Regions from separate parts of the Sus scrofa genome. Here region 1 is linked to region 2. A link is a contact called in public HiChIP or PLAC-seq data. All regions are on one chromosome and are shown on one strand. The core of a region is the stretch at or near the end of the contact, and the rest is flanking DNA. Distances in the headings are between cores, read along the strand shown.

Region 1 (2,700 bases), core at 83-2,582, 160 kb before region 2:
GACCATGGAGATTATACAATTGCCGGACGCCTCCACTCGACCACGAGACCCAGGAAAGCGGAGGCCACGTCCTCATGTTCTTAGAATAGTGTCTGAGCTACAGTAGGTGCTGTAGCAGCTGTAGTAGGGTGTGGGGTGTGGGGTTCTTATGATGTAATTACTGTCATTATTATCATTGCCATTTCAGATGGGGAGACCGAGGCTGGGAGGGGCCGGGATATATCTGACCTCGTGCAGCAGGCTGTTGGGAGCTTCAAAGCAGGGCCCGTGCAGCCGTGTTCAGGACTAGAATTCTGGAGCCATATTCTGGCTTCTCGACTTCTTTGGGCAAGTTTGTTAACCTCTCTGAGCCTCCGTTTCCTTGTCTGGAAAAAAACATGACACTCTCGGAAGGGCACCTGGTGCTGGGGCGCTCAGGAAGTCGTTAGCTGAAGTTAGCTATTATTGCCCAGCCCTCCCGAGTCCCCGCTCAGGGCCATTTCTAGCTCTCCGGTTCCTTCCTGCCCCATCCCCAGCCAGCTGCAGGTGAAATCCCCCTAAAATGCACAGTCTTGGGGGAGAAAGTGGAGGAGGAAGCTTCCCCCAAGGGTGTAACCCCGGAACCGTGTGTGGAAAGTGAGTGGCGAGGTTGCCAGAAGCCACCGAGTTGCTCTGGGAGCAATGGGGCTTTCCTCTCCCTGCCCGCTGCCACCCTGAGTCACCTCTCAGCCAGCCCTCCAGAGTCCTGACGTGGCCCAAGAGCCCTGGCAGCCCAGATCACATGGGGACTGGCAGGGCCTGGGACTGGGGGTGTAGCCTTTGAAATCGATATTACGGCCGGCGCTGAGGTTCAGATGTGGCAGGCCCCGCCCCCACTCCCACCCTGTTTCCCAGTTGCTGCAACAGTAAAGTCATGTTTGCTTTCCTTGTTTCCTCATCCGGCCACAAGCGGCTGGATTCCGCAACCCCTAAGCTGCGCCTTCCCCATCTCCTTGGTAGTTTCCCTTCCCGCATGTGTCCCTCTCAGCCCCCTCCTCTGCTCATTCTGATTGCTCTTCTTTGGGGGGGGGTCCTTAACTACCAGTCACAGGGCATATGGTTGGTTCTTACCCTCCCACGAGCTGAGCAACCCCCCCAATCCTTGCTGAACTCCAGAGACACACTGCTTTTGCTGGACTTCAGCCTGGGTACCCAAGAGGCCCCTCAAATTAGCATCCCCAAATGGAGTCCCTCAGCTGGGCTCCCCTCCCACCCATCCTGGTCAGAATATGGGTAACATGTGGGTGTCAGTCTTGACACTGCCCTTTCTTTCACCTCTGCATCCAAACAGTCCCCAAACCCTACTGGCCGTAACTCTAGAGTGACTCACAGATCAGTAATGTGTCTGTCAGAAATGCATAAGGCCGCAGACAGAAGAGGAACTGAGAGTGGCTGAAACAGGCGTTTATGCTTTCACATAACAAGAAGTCCAGAGGTCGGCCACAGCTGTTTTGCGGCTCTCTGACTTCAAGACCAGCATCCCAGAGTCCTGTGAGCCTTCTCATGATATGCCTCCTGGATGCAATATGGCTGCTGCAGGTCCGAAGTCACACCTGCTTTCCAGGGAGGCAGAAGGGAAAGGGGGAGGAGACCATGATGGCCTTGTCCATCCCTCTGGATCAGGAGAGCAAGCACAGTCCCAGAGGGTCTTACGGCAGAGTTCCTCTTATGAACTGGTCACGTGGCTGCTCCTAGCTGCACGGAAGGCTGGGAAACAGCAATGGGATAATTATGTTTGGCTCAGACCAATAGTGATCTGTCACCACGGGGCTGGACCTTGTCACCCTGAAAAGAATTGGAGCTTGATTAGCAAGAAGCAGCAGCTCACACGAAAATGGAACAGTGTCTGCCAAGGGCGATGTCCCTTGTGTCTGTCCTCTCCTGTCCCCGCTGTCTGGCCCGGGTCCGCATCAGCTCTCGGCTGGACCACTTCAGGGCCTCCCAATGGGGCCCTGTCCCTTCAGTCTCTGCCCTCCTGTTCCTCTCCACTCAGCTGCCCGAGTTGGTCTCCTTAAGCCAAGATCCTGTTGTGTTTTCACTCTCTTCTGAACACTTATGTGGATCCCTATTGCCTGTAAAATTCCTGAGCTCGGCACTGGAGACCCTCCTCAGCCTGGCCTCAGCCACCTATTCAGTCTCTGATCACAACAGACTCCAGCCAACACTAGACCTGGGCCTCAGACCCTTGGCACATTCTGTTCCCTCTGCCCGGAAGGCCCTTCCTCCATCCTACCTAATGGACTCCTATTTAGTCCATCTAGATCTGGCCCAAAGGTCACCTCCTCTGTGAGGGTTTCCCCGACCAGGGCGTAATGAGCCCTTCTCCCTGGGAGGCGTGTGTCAACTTCCTTTACACCTGTGACCCAGGGCCTAGAACAGGCTCTGGTATGTTAGGGGTGCCGGATGCCCTGTTTCCGGATGAATAAAACAGTTGCAAAGCGATTTGCTGGACTCTAATACGGCTGTTGATATGTGGCCCTGTCTCCAAATGCCTTGGATCTCAAGGTCAGGTCTGTAGCGGGATCTGGCACAGGTGGGTGTTGAAGGGGAAGTTGCAGATACATTGGTTCACTCGGCACGGGGTCTCATATCCAGGGGCCACCAAACACAGCAGAGGTGATACCAGGATTTGATTTCTCTTCTCCTCCTGCCTCCCTCAGCGACTTCGCCCAGCTTCCTGAC
Region 2 (2,700 bases), core at 184-2,683:
GATCTCATTGCTTATCATTTATATATATAGCCGCTCCCGTGGCATATGGAAGTTCCCGGGCCAGAGATTAAATCTGAGCTGCAGCTTTGACCTACGCCACAGCGTAACAATGCCAGATGCATTCAGATTCTTAACCCACAGTTCCAAAGCAGGAACTTCCAAGTTTTGTTTTTGTTTTTTCTTTTTAGGGCTGCATGTGCAGTACATGGAAGTTCATGGCTCAGAGCAATGCTGGATCCTTAATCCACTGAGCAAGGCCAGGGATTAAACACACATCCTCATGCATACTAGGCAGATTCATTTCTGCTAAGCCACAAGGGGAACTCCCATTATTATTATTATTATTATTAGGGCTGCACCCATGGCCTATGGAGGTTCCCAGACTAGGGGTTGAATTGGAGCTGTAGCCGCCACCCCCACCCCCCACCAAAGCCACAGCAGCAACGCAGGATCCGAGCTGAGTCTGCAACCTACGCCATAGCTCATGGCAACACCAGATCCTTAACCCACTGAACAAGGTCAGGGATAAAACCTGCGTCCTCATGGCTGCTAGTCAGATTCGTTAACCAGTGAGCCACGATGGGAACTCCTCCCATTATTATTTTGTAAAGGATTTGTACTTACTCAACGTGCTGAGTGCCTTCTGTACTTCCAGCGACGAGGGGAGGGAATATGAGTTTGAGAATTTCATTCCCGCCCTGAAAAAGCCTCCCAGCCAGGAAGGAGAGACGGGCCCATGATGTATTTTTGGAGAGAAATAGAGAAATGATCTCTTTTACAACAGACTCCTTTTGCAAGGGGGAAAAGAGGCTCAGAGAGGTTGAGTGATTTGCCTAAAGGCACACAGCTATTTTGAGGCACCTACCTGGAATTAGAACTGGCAGGGTAGGAGCCTCTCCAGTGGGTCAAAGGCAAGTCTGAGGTGGTCTTCCCAATTTCAGAAACCAAGGGGAGAAGGGAAAAACTCAGGGTTTGGGAACACAAGTGGCAAGCTTGTGGAAGGCGGCCAAGTATGTCCGGGGCTCCCCGAGGAGATACCTTGGGCTGAGCCGTGGGATTCGAACAAGGGGGCTTGATTAAGCTCCCTTCCCCCACCTTAGACTTGCCATCCCTAACTGCCCCCCTCCGCCAAAAAAGGAACCCCAGCTGATCTGAGCTGAGGCTTCCTGCTTCCTCCTGGGAAGATTCTTGATGGGTCTGGACATGTTCAGAGGAGAACTTCCCAGAGGCAGGAGTATGGAGATGGAGGCGTGCATGCCTTTCGGATTCTCCAAGCAAGATTGGCAAGATTTGTCCAGGAGAGACCTGGGGCTGCCCTGATCCCCGCCCTGCCTCCAGCAAGCCTGAACTCCCAGAATAATTAACCACTGCTTGCAGGGTCTTGGCCACTGCCAGTGCCCAGGCCACCCACCCCGTGTGTTCCAGGCAGGAACTTGCAACACCGGACAACAGGCCAGGGCCTCGGGCGGGGGCGGGGGGAGCAGGCAGGGCAGGGAGCAGGGGTGATGAAATTTTTGTTCGCTTGGCAAATATTTGCTGAGCTCCCCCTCCGTATGAGGGACAGTTGGAAGTTCCGCTGACCTTGTCTAGTCAGCTGCACTGGATTGTGTCCACTCCCTGGCTCACTGCCTCCGGGGATCATGGCCCAAAGAAGCCCCCACCCCGCAAAGTGGGTTTAATAATGAATACATGCACTGACTTAGTCCCTGGTACTGCAGGAGGCCCCAGAAGATCTGCCTTCTGGACCCAGTTTGGGGCCTCAGTTGCCTCATCTGGAAAATGGGAGCAAACTGCCCTGCCACACACAGTGTGGGTGTGAGGTCAGATGAGGTAAAGCTCTAAACAATCTAAGGCGCTTTATATTATAGGTCATTCCTCCTGGAATAACCCCAGCTATAGGAGCAGAATGATGCTTTATTATCCGTTTTGCTCAGAGAATGAGTCATTCCGGAGGAGATGAAATTTTCAGGTTAACTGAAGCTTTATCATCTTAAGCACCCCAAATTCTAACACATTAACTTATCAGGGGGTGGGACACGATGTCCCGAGGGTACCTGAACTTTCTATGGCTTTGTTTCACCACTTTATTGTGGGGGCGTTTGTCCCCAAACTAAATGGTCCCCTGTGCTGTGACTTCCCCATCTTCAAGTCCTTGCAACTCTGAATCCTCCTCAGCAGCTGTCATTCCAGGTCATTCTCTGTGTTCTGCAGAGTCTCCACCTGCTTTCAGGTGGGCCTGCTCCCTCTGGACAATGCCACTCATTCCAGGGCTAAAACCACTTACTGCATTGAGCTGGGGCCCTGCATTGAACCAGGGCCTCCAGGGGCCTGCTGGACTCAGATCCCGGTGTCCACTGTCTGCTGGCCCCCCACCTGCTCCTCTCTCCATGTTCTCTGTCTCAGTGCATGGCCACGGCTCAGAGGTAGCCTGTGCCCAGACCCAGCAGCTAGTTCTCTGGACTCCGCCTCCCTTTCCCCGCAGCCAATCAGCAGGCACCATTATTCCCACTGCCTTGGTCCAGGACTGCCCTGCGCCACAGACATACAGATGCAACCTGTCCTATCTGTTAATTCCAGCACATACCTTCAGGGGCAGGCCTTGTCCCAGGATCTGGGGCATGGAAGAGACACAGATTCCAGGAGGGGGCATTGGCCAGTGGGGAGGGGTGGACAGACAGCCCATGACGGATGTGGCAAGGA

What was found. HiChIP or PLAC-seq counts read pairs in DNA pulled down with a chosen protein or histone mark.
Region 1: an H3K27ac HiChIP or PLAC-seq map of alveolar macrophages shows a contact between it and region 2. The contact joins two enhancer-like sites. A contact is called at or near these places in 2 of 5 promoter capture datasets (fetal liver and fetal skeletal muscle), 6 of 47 Hi-C or Micro-C datasets (alveolar macrophages, fetal skeletal muscle, heart right ventricle and 2 more) and 1 of 2 datasets of contacts at active chromatin or transcription factors (alveolar macrophages).

Annotation. Positions count from the first base shown.
Region 1 is chr5:10,892,918-10,895,617 of Sscrofa11.1, reverse strand. NCF4 (neutrophil cytosol factor 4) reads left to right here. Exons shown (of 12, transcript XM_021091535.1): 4 at 2,679-2,700. Among named protein-coding and RNA genes, the nearest start is that of CSF2RB, 54 kb to the right of the region's middle. Within about 2 kb of position 1,332, at least 30 of the 83 cell types and tissues checked have an H3K27ac peak or open chromatin away from gene starts, as enhancers often do. A contact at or near this core is called in alveolar macrophages, fetal liver and liver, where this site is marked.
Region 2 is chr5:10,733,569-10,736,268 of Sscrofa11.1, reverse strand. No RefSeq gene overlaps it. Among named protein-coding and RNA genes, the nearest start is that of TST, 14 kb to the left of the region's middle. Within about 2 kb of position 1,433, at least 12 of the 83 cell types and tissues checked have an H3K27ac peak or open chromatin away from gene starts, as enhancers often do. A contact at or near this core is called in alveolar macrophages, fetal liver and liver, where this site is marked.